2 separate regions of the Bicyclus anynana genome follow, and region 2 is linked to region 1. The links are chromatin contacts, called in public Hi-C maps. All regions are on one chromosome and are shown on one strand. Each heading gives the region's core, a stretch centred on a gene start, on an enhancer-like site or on the middle of the called end of the contact. The rest is flanking DNA. Distances are from core to core; before and after follow the strand shown.

Evidence for each region. Hi-C and Micro-C count contacts between places; a contact is called where the count stands out from the background.
Region 2: a Hi-C map of whole body shows a contact between it and region 1, with 3 times the contacts expected there. The contact joins the enhancer-like site here to the promoter of LOC112050340 in region 1. A contact is called at or near these places in 2 of 2 Hi-C or Micro-C datasets (whole body and whole larva).

The regions. Positions count from the first base shown.
Region 1 is chr10:14,697,114-14,703,669 of ilBicAnyn1.1, reverse strand. It overlaps LOC112050340 (E3 ubiquitin-protein ligase RNF19B), which reads right to left and starts at 2,807. Exons shown (of 9, transcript XM_024088592.2): 1 at 2,199-2,807. The coding sequence starts at 2,322. LOC112050345 (alpha-2-macroglobulin receptor-associated protein) reads left to right here and starts at 5,437. Exons shown (of 7, transcript XM_024088599.2): 1 at 5,437-5,746. The coding sequence starts at 5,567.
Region 2 is chr10:14,760,055-14,766,610 of ilBicAnyn1.1, reverse strand. All of the region lies in intron 2 of LOC112050340 (E3 ubiquitin-protein ligase RNF19B), which reads right to left. Among protein-coding and RNA genes, the nearest start is that of LOC112050346, 39 kb to the left of the region's middle. Within about 2 kb of position 3,665, at least 8 of the 8 cell types and tissues checked have open chromatin away from gene starts, as enhancers often do.

The DNA of each region.
Region 1 (6,556 bases), core at 1,558-4,057:
ATATTTTATCAGGTAATATAAAAAGGTTAAAGTTTTACTAGAACTACATTAACTCTATTGTTTCACATTTTGCTCTCACATACTCATGGCATGGTATTTATTAATTTGATTCAGTTATAAAACTATCAGCCATTGTTCTTTGGGAAACAATAATGAGAAATGATTTCCTAATAATACTGATTAGTTTTATTGCCATTTGTACATGGAAGTAATAATGTTCACAGAATTAGAATTGTATTTTTTTAAGTAATTAGTTTGCCTTCTATCGGAAGCCTAGGCCTGGAAGGAGATGCAGGATGCTTATACCCCCTTAAAGAAATAAAAAAATTGTATTACTTATATATTTATTTATAAATAGTTTTTACACTTCCTGAACACACAACTCAACATTATAGACAATATTTAGGTATTATTTGTTTAAATAACTTTCATTGTTTACTATGCAAATAAATGAAATGAAAATAATTAGCCACATTCCTTTGCCTCAGTTTGGACACACTAGTGTCTTATCTAATAATATAAAATCTTTGGCTAGCACATTACTTAATGTAAGTAAACACAAAGTTGTGCATGTGTTCAGAGGAGTAGCTAAATTCGGATCACTTTTTGCTGTGATTAGATTTAGATATATAACATATCTAATAGTGGTTGTCATACAATGAGTGAGCCTTGATGCTTCAAGCTCAAGATTTTATGATCTCCTTCTTGTCATATCTGTCTACTTCAATATTGAAGTGCATGCACATTGAGTAACTGGGAAATCTAGATTTTGTTTTGAAAGTTGCACAACTCTCAATAGCACTAAAAACAGGATTGTTTTAGCTTAAAATAACATCACTTTTAGAAATGGGTAAAAAACAATAGAAATTACACTAAGGACATTATCTGTTATCAGGGTCTATTATAAAGGGTCTTAACTTACAGGAAGTATTGACTAATATTGTTATAGGTCAGTAAAATTCTATATTTAGCTCAATTGTTCACCAGTGTCACTGCAATTACAACTTTGCAGTGTTAAATATAGAGATCAAATTCATCTACAGTTTGTAGGTTAATGGCAATGACCTATTTGATTGGGACCTTATTGTTTCAATGCCTTGCAATTGGCTATGGTCATAAAAATGTAAGTATAATTACAATAAACTGCTTTCTGTATTCAAGTTAACAGTACATTTACAAACATCCCATTATCAACTGATAAATTAAGCTAAACTAAATTTTTCAATAGGTGATAGGTGTTAGGATGTCTGAGTTACACAAAGGCAGAAGTCAAAGTGTCAATTTCTTTTCCTTACCTACAAAGAAAATGTTGCTTTTAACTATCAAACTTGTGTTATTTCATCACATTATTGTAGTTTATCATTTTAACTACAATGTTGGAAATCGAGAAGTCGTGGATTATGAGGTACTGCCTACACTCTTCGGAACATGAACTAACTAGTTCAAAGAGTTAAGACTATGGAAACAACAAGCGAATGTACAACAACTTAAGACATGAATATATAATAGTTTATTTATCTGCGAAAAGCCAACAAACCCATTGCACATACAGAGTATTTTGTCAGACCTGGGTGACGTTGTTGCATGGCTCAACTCAAGTGCTAGCATAATATACCATAAAAATATATAACATGAAAAATAGTTATTGATTTCTTTGGATTTATCTTATTTTTTCTTAACTTATAAAATGTACTTGTATATTGAATGTAGTTTAAAGATAAGACAATAAATATTGGAAAACAAAACAATTCTTATTTTACATTCCTATATCTAAGTCAAGTATTTTTAATATTTTTATGGTTTGAGTGAGAAAACCTTCATTGTATTTTTTCCCAGTTTATTTAAGTATTAGATATGAATTATAATAATAAATTTATAGGTTGAAACCTTCTAAAAATTATGTTACCTACTTTCACAGCAAAAAGGACAGAAGTGAATTTATCCTTTCTTAGTGCATTTGTAACCAATGTAGCAGTAGCTAACATTGGAGACATATTTAGATTTCTATATTCATGAAGTTTTCTTAATGTCTTGTTTAACCTTGCAAGACCCTCATACTATGTTTATATCATATTTTATACAACCAAGATTGTAATAGAAGAATTCTTTTGTTTATTCTTCAGCCTGTGTGAGTAACAACTTTTTTACAAAGGGAAATGTAATTTTAGTGAATAAACAAAATTGATAAGGTGACATACCTGAATGCGCGAGTCTCCGGCCCACTAAAGGGCTGTCCAGAAGCAATCGACGCAAGGACCAGCGGCCGAGAAAACCACCACCCCAGCCGCAGCCGCCGCGTCTCATCCCTTCGCGTTCCACCATCACGAAATGATATACATCACACTAACTTTGAGCACAAGTTAACCCGATGTTAACACGGCAGCCGTCAACGCGAGACTACCGTAATACCGTTACGATTTTACGAACCATCTGTATCACGAAGTATTAGTTTAGTTTTTTTTGAATTCTTTTCGCAAGTGTTGAGTAACAGTTCACCTAGCGAGGCGCATCAGCGAGAGAAAGTGGCGATGCCGATGGTCAGGCTCGTCAGACAATCGTGCACGTCCACAACTTCAGATGCAGTTTTTAGCAGCATCCCGTTTTACTGATTTTTATCTAGTAGATAGCTCTAGTGTTGTCACGATAGGTTGTTTAAACAAATAAGAAATTACACCGACTCTTAACTACGGTCCATGATAAAACAAAGACATTTGAGAAAAAAAAAAACACTCAATTAAAACTTGAACTTAAAACACCAGCCGCAACTGTTCTGACTTCTGAGTTCAACAAACAACTATGACTTGACTTCGTGTTCGTTGTTCGTACCAAAGATTACAGTGTATTATTGGAAATAGATAGGCTACTCGAACTTTTTTCGGAACGAATGTGATAGCGCCATCTAGTGACTAGATACGGTATTTTTAGTATAGTAAAAAGTATAAAAATAATAATGCATATTTTTTGTAAAGGAGAGACATTTTTGATTTTGTAATAGTTGAAGAAACCAATTGAGAAAAACAAAAAAAAAGACAAAAAGTTTTCCTTTGTTACCCCCGGGCTCGAACTCAGGATTATTTTATTGTGCCTTTGTTATGCACCACTAGGCCAAATGACTATGTGGAAAATCGTTGAAATTAATGTACACTTACTGTTTTTTTTTAATAATCCATTTGCTTTAGAAATACAAACACATTCTTTCTATTACGCGTCAAAATTAAAAGGATAAATAATTCTTTTTTTTCGGTTTTTTTTCCGTATTTACACGGGTTTAATCTCTAAAAACATTCTAGTACGTACACATCTATGTAATTGTATTTACTATCCTGGAATCTTAAATCTAGAATGTAGATGGCGCTGCTTCATAAAGATTTCACGTTCTTCTAAGTTCCCATGGCATGGTTCGTACTTCTTAGTGTAGTATTGTACAAGTAGGAGTAGGTATTGAGATTGAGAATCGAGATTCGAGAATCGAGAGGTCCAGCTAGTGACTAGCGATTTATGTCGTGAAAAGAAAAATAACGTAATCGTTTATTTACTCTGTGGTATATGCGCAAGCACAAACGACTCGACATACGACTTTTAGACCTAAGCCATTAATAATCTATATAATCTATACTTAATATAATAAAGATGAAGAGTTTGTTTGTTTGTTTGTTTGTTTGATTGAACGCGCTAATCTCAGGAACTATTGGTCCGATTTAAAAAATTCTTTCAGTGTTAGATAGCCCATTTATCGAGGAAGGCTATAGGGTATATATTATCCCGATATTCCCACGGGAACGGGAACCACGCGGGTGAAACCGCGCGGCATCAGCTAGTGGTAAGATAAGACTCGACTCGTATCTGAACTTGTATAAATTGAAAGTAAAGATATTAATAATATGGTCCTTGAAGTAAAGTATCACTAACTATACGAATCATGCCCTCGTGAAATAATGGCAAGAATACTGGCTGCATTAATTTAAAATATAATAAATTCCAGTATGGTAATAATACTAATTGAATGGCTCGTTGTCGTCGTCTAAGTTACTTCAATATCTCAACCCGGAGTTGTGAAATTGGTGTTGTTACACGCTCGTGGTTTGAAGAAAACTTTAAGCTGTTGGTCCTGTTCATTATCAAATCTGATAGTAACTTTTTTCTTCATAAAATTTGATAAAATTCAAACGTTTGTTCCGATTTTAATTTTTTTATCCGAAATTATCGAATACATGGAACGGGGAATCGTTATTCGTTACTCGATTTACGTTTGCAATCTCTAGTTACCACAGAGGTAAAATAAGCTAGAAACTGACACCAATGTGACTAGCGTTGCCAAACTTCCCCAGTGGTAGAGTTCCTCAAATTGCGGGGAAATAGTGTGTGATTGTTTGTATAAGGGTAAAACTTAAGTTTGGAGTTTACACCTTAAGAATCGGTTTTTCATTTAAAGCCCCCGGTATAAAAAATATGGAAAGTTTTATTACGAAGTCAAGCGAACTACAAACATTCGTAGTTGAGCGCGGCACATTATCGTATCATCGGGATTCGGGATAATCGATTGCCTAAGATCAACGCAGCGGACGCTCTTTATTCTAGGGCAGTAAATATTCATCATTTCTTACATAAAACAAGCAAAAACACAGTAAGCACCAGTACAAGCCACTTCTCACATGTGCGTATATTTTTTCGTCTTTTTATTAATTTTTGTTCCTACAAGGAATAAAATCATCATCATCAAATTGAAATATTATGGCCAAAACCTTATTTTAAAAATTGCAAACTTTTTTCTTTATTTCTGCAACTGGGATATTTTTTATCTTTAATTTGGGCAAATTAACTTTGATATTTGGGAAATTAGTGAAATAGGTGGCAACGCTACCTGCCACTTCATCATTGTTCATCTCTTTGACATTATTAGATAGTAGATCTTTTATCTATGGTACGTATGGTTCATCTTGACAGACTGTTTAGTGCGTGTATACGTATAGTAGCAGGGTTCCCAACTTAGGGGTTTTCCCCCCAGATTTAGGGGGCAAATAAGTGAAATGGGATTTTTCTAGGGGTCTGAAATTTTTAGGGGTATTTTCAGGGATTTTTTGACTCTTTAATATTTTTAAATTAATGATAATTTTAATATTTCTTTCTTGACCTAGGGACTTATAACGACATATAATACGTTATTCTACAACCACTCTGAGGCAACTGGCGGCAATTTTCATCGAATAAAAAAATCGTTTTTATTCAGTAAGTTAAATCTTCAGATAAAGACGTAATATTTCGTCTGTATTAAATATAGAGTTTTTAAACATATTTCATCATATTATTTCTACATTATTATGAATTTTTATTTTTAGGGGGACAACTCAATAATTAAGGCGATTTTAGGGGTTTTTGACACAAACTTTAGGGATAAATATTTTGGAGAGTTGGTAACACTGTATAGTAGTGGAACTGTATAAAGTGATCTGTGGTGGAACTTGGTCTTGGAAATTGGAAAATCTTCATTCAAATGTTTATGTTGGGAAATCTATCAATCACATTTGTAAATGTTATTATAGTATAATTGTATCAACTATCAATAATAATGGCTTTTTACCAATTACTTCGACTTGTTACTATAATCTATTTAATCAATAATGTTTTATCTGAAAATAAATATAGTCGTACTGCCAATGAACAGGAGAAAAGCGAAATCGATTTCAGGACTCTGGAAAAACCTTTCAGGATGAATAAATTAAACTTGGTGTGGGTGAAGGCTCAACAGGTAAGATTTCATACACTAACTTTTCCTTAGACGTGCTTGATCTTTTTCCTGTAATAAAGCCTCTGACATAAAAGAGGGAGGTACCGGTAAACTTACACGACGGCCTGACTCCTTTATTGGTGTTGTTTATGATTTGGACGTAAAATACTTTGTATAGTATATACTAATATAAACTAAGAAAAACAAAGCCCTATTTCCTATTAAATCAGAAAAGATCAAAAGACAATGTTGGTTTATTGAGAACTACTTAAGGGTCGCATAAAAGTTATTCAGTATGCAGTTTAGTTATCATTCAACTCCATGCTCAGTACAGTTCATTTCATGTAGCATCTTGCGGGTGACAGTTAGTTTCACTTTTGTAAGTTTGCTGCGATTCACGATAATAGTACATATTATCAACATCATAAAGTCGTCTGTCACCGTACCCATGCTATCTGGAACTGCCTAAGACTCCTGAGACTGCATCCTTATGAAATTTATTTCATTCTACTCCCTCTATCTTGATAAAATTACTTTTATTTGTATCTGTAAACTTTTTTATATACCTGTGATAACTGCATTAAAATTAACAAACAGAAAATAATTAAAAATTGTGTTCTGCAGTTTTTCTTCTATTGCCCCATTTTCTACAAAATTATTGATAGTAAAAATTATTATGGTTTCTATTTGGTCTTATTATAGTACTAGCAATCACCCTCAATCCTGCAACTGCATTAAAACATAAAAAAAAGTAAAAGATTTTCACATAAAGCTTGCCTGTTCCCCCCATCCTCATTTAAAAGCCTTTCCTCTTATGACTGACTATTATAT
Region 2 (6,556 bases), core at 2,416-4,915, 62 kb before region 1:
AAGCATACGCTAGAGCAACGACACAAAATGTACCCTTAGGTAATATTCTTATAATAATTAAAAATGTATACATGCAGTCTTCATAACACAAACGTAAAAGAATAATAATGCTTTTTCTTTAAATGTGTCTCTATTCTAGTGTCGAAGCAGACTTTTTTCAAGATGTCGTTCTTGCTTCTAAATGAATATTATGCCATTTCGAAAAGGGCACATGTCGGATATTCTATACATACATCTCACAAATATGTATAAAATATATATTAACATATTTAGCTTAGTTTTAAAATTAATAATTTTAGTAATTTTCGAAGGCTAATTAACACCAAAATGTACCACAATAGTTACTTTTAAAAATAATACACTGATTTGGAAAATAATTAGTGTTTTTTTTAGTTCCTGGACATTTTAAATTTTCAGACATGTACCCTTTTCGAAATTACAAATTCAAATATTATAAAGTTATATTATTAATATTATCTATACTAGTTGTTGGTAGACTTCATTCGCACATAAAATGAATTTAGTTTATGGATGAAGAAAAAAGCTGTACCTTGGCAGAATTAATCAATAGTAACCGTATAAGGACAATACGAGGAAAATTTAAGAGACCTCTATTCAATTAAATAAAACCTTATTGATCGCAATTAAGTATTTTCGCAATTATAGATTCACGGAAAAAACGATTCAGATATGCTTAGAATAGTTTATTGTAATCGTATCGGCCTTAGAGTACGACTATAAAACGTAATAATAATTATTATTCATTGATTTTACTCGCACATTATTCTGTAAGTGTTTGTAAACGCTCTTTGCTTTCACTGCAATATGCTGCAACATTTTATTTCAATACATAATTTAACTGTCATTCCTGGCAATGATCCAGGCAACACTATTGCAGCTATATAAATACATGTATGTAACAATGAAAATACAGCACGATTGAAAGCACCGTAATATAAGCGTACTTAGACCCGAGTTCACCGACTTTCATTTAAACGGCGTTCACAGAACCGGCCCGTCAAATATTAAACGTTGTTTGAACAAGGAGCGTTTTTTTAATTTTTTGGTCCTTTGCATTTTGGTAGTTGTGAGAGATAAACTTCACGAAACTAGCGAGCGTTACACAAACATAGCTTGCAAATATTTCTGTCAAAGACGTATTAACCGAAAAATAACCGGGGTATGCTAGCTCGGTTAAGATAACCGCCCGTTTTACGTCCTTAACCGGTATATGGGCTGTGGTGAACACGAAATATGGACTTAACGGTGTTTAACTTATTTAAACGGTTGATTATGTCTAAACGAATGTCGGTGAACTCGAACCTTAGTAATACAGCATTTGATAACTAAGCATATAAATAATAAAAGTAATAAACTTGTAAAAAACGAGCAAGACCTGTATTACCATCACCTATTATCTCTAGGGATACAAACGGAAAGTAATACAAGAAAACGTAATACAATATGGAATATTCCCTAATGGCCTCTGTGTGAAAGATGCCTTTGTATTTGTACAAAACAAATTTCCATTCAGCATTAACACAATTGGGTAAACGTAATGTTTTTTATTAAAATACATATATTTTTGGTATCAATAAATAAATAAATAGAACTGGATTTAGTTCCGTCTATATTATTGTCTGTATGTCCACCGGTTAGACTCCCCGGCACGAAACAAGTCTCGTAGACGCGGCGCTAGTGTCTTAATGGTGATCATTGTCACTTGTCACGGTGTTATTGTCATTTGTGTAAGGCGCTGTCAATTTTAGTTCAGGTTTTAGTCGCGGGACTGCTTTCGTGGCGCGGAGTCTAGTATAGTCTTACTACCAGAAAGAATTGATTTAAGCTGGGTAATCACATCGAGAAAATAATAAAAATTTCCAGCATATAATTTTTTGCAAGGCTTTTGACATTTTCTCCTGCTGAAATATTATTATTTTCAACTTATAATATAAAATCAAAGATATTTTTATAAAATTACTTATTATAGACTTAGCATTCGAGCATAATTCTCTATTTCCCATTATAACAGATTTGGTAACGAAAGCACACAAAAAGGATCACCTCAAACGAGAGAAACAAAGATTATAAAAATACATAAGATCAAACGAAATGGCTACTCTACTAGAAGTAATAAATAGCGTACTATCGTATTTACGAGATCAGCGTCTTCGGGGGAGGTGAGAACGAAAGAAATAATAGAAATATAAGCGAACGTATAATACCTAACACGAAACAATCCCATTTGGCTGGCGATGCGAACTTTACTGCTGAATAACTCAAATGATTCTTTTGATTATATCGCAGCACTTCGTACTCCATTAGGCAGTAATTTGCCATCTCATTTATTCGAACAAAAGGACGTAATACAAAATAAAAACACTACAATTTCTGAAACCGAATAAACGGTAAGTATTACGTAAAGTAGAAAGATAAGTGTTTAATATTAGAATATATACATACATATGTATATTTTATTTCTCAAAGGTCTAGAGTAAGTGGTTTTTGGGTCGATCTATACTATCAAGAGAAAATATTTGATTGTTTGCATTGAATGGGCTTTGAAACTACTGAACCGATTTGAAAAATTCTTGCAGTGTTAGATACCCCATTTATCGAGGAATGCTATAGGCTATATTTTATCCCCGTACTCCTATGGGAACGGGAACGCTGAACCGGGCGGCGTCTCCAAGAATTACATATTTTGTCATTATTACATAGGGCAGGTTCCCGAATAATGAAACTTAGCTACGGCCAATGTCTCACAAATCAAATTGATGAACGATTCCATTTACTCAATCGGTTATTAAAAATCTATTCAAATGACAAAAAAAAAACAAATTAGTCTGAATATATCTAAATACGAACGGATTATACGTTTATATAACGAACAGATATGAATATATCTAGATACGACAGTCATGTAATAAGAAAATAATTAGATTAAAGCAAACAGCATTATGAAAAATCTGTAAAAACAACAATGACTGGTTAATCTATAGGCGATTTTTTAATCTTATCTGTTTGAATTCAAATATGTCGTACAACGTATGAGAATCGATTTCATAAAAATAAAGCAGGAAAAAGGAACAAATAATGAGTTTCATTATGAATTTAATATTACGAAATAGTATTAACCCAAATCTGCGCAACAATGATTCGGTGATAATCTCAGTGACTTCTTTTTTTATATCTAATCTATTTGGAATAGGTTATAGTTTAGTATATTATTGTTATAGTAATCATTATCATACTTATCAACCCATATTCAGCTCACTGCTGAGCACGAGTCTCCTCTCAGAATGAGAAAGAATGAGAGGAGTATAGGCTACTAGTCCACCACGCTAGCCCGCTGCGGATTGGCAGACTTAAGACAATTCTCAGGTATGCAGGTTTTCTCACGATGTTTTTCCTTCTTAGTTTGAGGCATGTGATATATTTTTTTTTAATGCATGTATCTTTAAGTGTTAAATTGGATTCGAGCCTACACCCTCAATCAAAGACAGAGATCATATCCAATGGGCTATCAATAAACGACTAGGAGAATTAATTACAAAAGGAAAATCGGATCAAATTCACAAGGTTTCTGCGTATTCACAGAATATATCCTCCCGAGTCACAGTTGGGCGAGCGGCTGCATTAGGCGCGACCGGATTACCTTTGTGAGGTGTTGTAACTTGTAAAGCGAACACCTTTCCCCTCGCCTTGCCACTGCTGCTACACTGTGTACTATAACTAGGGTTACCAGGTCGCCGAAATTAAAAGCCGGACAGTCCAGCCAGTTTTGCTCTGGCAGGACAGCCTACAATATTGAGGATTTTGTGCAAGTAAGCGTGCAGTGTTAATAGGTACTTATGACAATTTTTTTTAAATCAAGCATTCAGGATTATTACCGTAAAAATTGTTCCCACACACGGTTCGCTCGCTCGTTTACGAAATGTAAAGCCTAACACCGGACACCGTTTATTTCGGCCGGACGCGGAATAGAAAAACCTATGTCCGGCATTATCCGGACACCTGGCAACTGTAACTATAACAACCGTTTACATGAGCGCAGTCTATTTTGTAATAGAATAGATTATAATCAAACAAGTTCTGTGATAATACATAATACACATAATCGGTTACACATTGAAAATAATATTGCAGTTATCTAAGAGTGAGAATAATTGATTCATTTTGCGATTGTGTATTATGTTAAGTTCCATTCGGAAACCGGAGCATCCTCAGGAGTTTTCCAGTCTAAATTGTTCAATTGCAAAGAAAGGTCTATGGACTATGAATTTTTTTTTTCTTTCTTGTAAGAAATGCTATATATAGCAATTCGGAATTGGAAAATCCGTGGTGTTATACTTCATTACTTCCGAGACATTAAGTGTTTCGGAAGGTATGCATCACTCATCACTTTAAGCCCGCCAATTCGCATTTGGGCAGCGTAGTAAGTTTAAGCTCTATACATGCTCTTTCACAATGATAGAAGCCTAGCCCTACAGCGGGTTGCAAAAATTTAATGATAACTACATTATAACACATACAAATTAGTGAGTGCATTCATTTATTTAATATTATGGAGGCACACGTTTTCGTATGCGTAAAGTGCCTAATTTTTTCCTCATGCGATTAAATTATTCATCAGGTGTGCGATTCCGCTACTTCACACTCACCGACGAACTTTTCGCCTATAACACGTCTTATTCGAATTTGAACATTATGTTTATAGGAAGCTAGAATTAAAATGTTACTAACAACGATGATGCGAAACGCAGGAAGGATGGAATTTTCCGTAATAAAAAGTTACACATACGAAATTTCGTCTTCACATAGATGTGATAGTTATCAAAACCATAGTTAATATTTCCGCATACGTGTACTAACTGTCGGTTAACTGATGACGTCACCAACGTCTCGGTTTGTCATCTCGCTGTTCCGCGTTGGTTGAAATTGAACACGCAGATTAGTCGCGATAAGATGCTAACAATAAAACAATATAACTGAGAACACAGACACTAATTTGCAAAGCATGAATGTGTTTTGTTAACTTAATTATCTATTGAGTAATATGTATAAAGATATAAATAATGTGTTTATTACAGAAATTCCTACAATGAAGACACGACTGGCGAGGGTAACGTTTTTAGAGTATGTTATATACGTATATTTTTATTATATTTTTAGAGTGTATACACAGATATATACCTACTACGAATGTATAGATATATTTACGGATTTCAACTTGATATAATATGTGGCACATTATTTTATAGAATTGCCAGTCAGGCTGTTTTAAAATTTAATTACTTAATCTACATCAGTATGTATCCGCAGTATATCTTTATTAATAATAACTACACACGACGATAATCTGGTTAAAGCCGAAAGGAAAAAGTATCAAAATACTTGGACCTCGCTCACGAGATTACCGCCATGTGGAATGTTGAATCAACTATTATTGTTCCGATAGTTGTTTCAGTCAATGTCAATGGTCTTTAGCGAAAAGCTTCGCTTTGGACACTCAAAATGTCCCGCAGCGGGAGGGTTGTTTTTTTTTATAATTTTTTAATAGTGTTTTGTACTTAATTTTTATCTTTAAAAATTAAAAAAAAACTAATAAATAAATGAGAGTAATATCAGTTACATATCTCGTCTCCACTATAACACTTAAAACTTAATGAGGTAGGGATAGGTATATCGTTTTGCATGAAACCTTTAATGACTGAAGGGTAGAATTCTATACGACGTATCCTTTTACTGAAGCACCGAGCAAGCCTTAGGACATTTTCAAATTACACATTTGATTAAATGTTATTTTAATTTTAAGTAGCAGCAGATCTTATTAGTTTTTCATTTATCACAGTAGGCACCGGAATATCAAGAAATTAATTAATATATAATCAAATTCAGGGTACTTTATATAATTTCCCGGAAACCTGGGAATTAATACAGCGTTCCCTGTGTCACTCCCACATGTAGACAACAAAATCTTTAAACAAATAGAAGCATCCATCACATTCCCACAACTGCGTGTGGACTCTGTAAACAAACGAATCAAGGTGAAGTCTGTGTTTCCTGATTCACTTGTGTGTCTTTAAAACAAGAGTGAATGAGCATTTTTACCATCAAAGTGATCATGGTCAAATGCGAACCTATCTTCTATACCTACTTATAGTAAGTCTGTAGAGAGGTCAATTCTGTACATAAAATATATTTCCAAAATAACTATCAGAGGGTGATTAGTGATCGATACTGATGCCAAAAATGTAATGAGTAAAATGTTTGTCTGTCCATCTGTATGTTCTAGAAACAAAAACTACTCGACGGATTTTAACGAAACTTGGAACTACGCGGGTTAAAACCGCGTGGCGTCGGCTATAGTTTGTAATAAATAGACCATTAGGTATATATTTGTAAAAATCCGTAAATGTATTTTGCCTTACAACGGCACGCGAATAAGTAAATCTATCGTTAATCGTTATCTACCTCCCGTCTCTCTGTCTACACTCCCACAACGGCGATAGTATCTAATAACACCTCATTTCATTGACATCTATCAAACGGT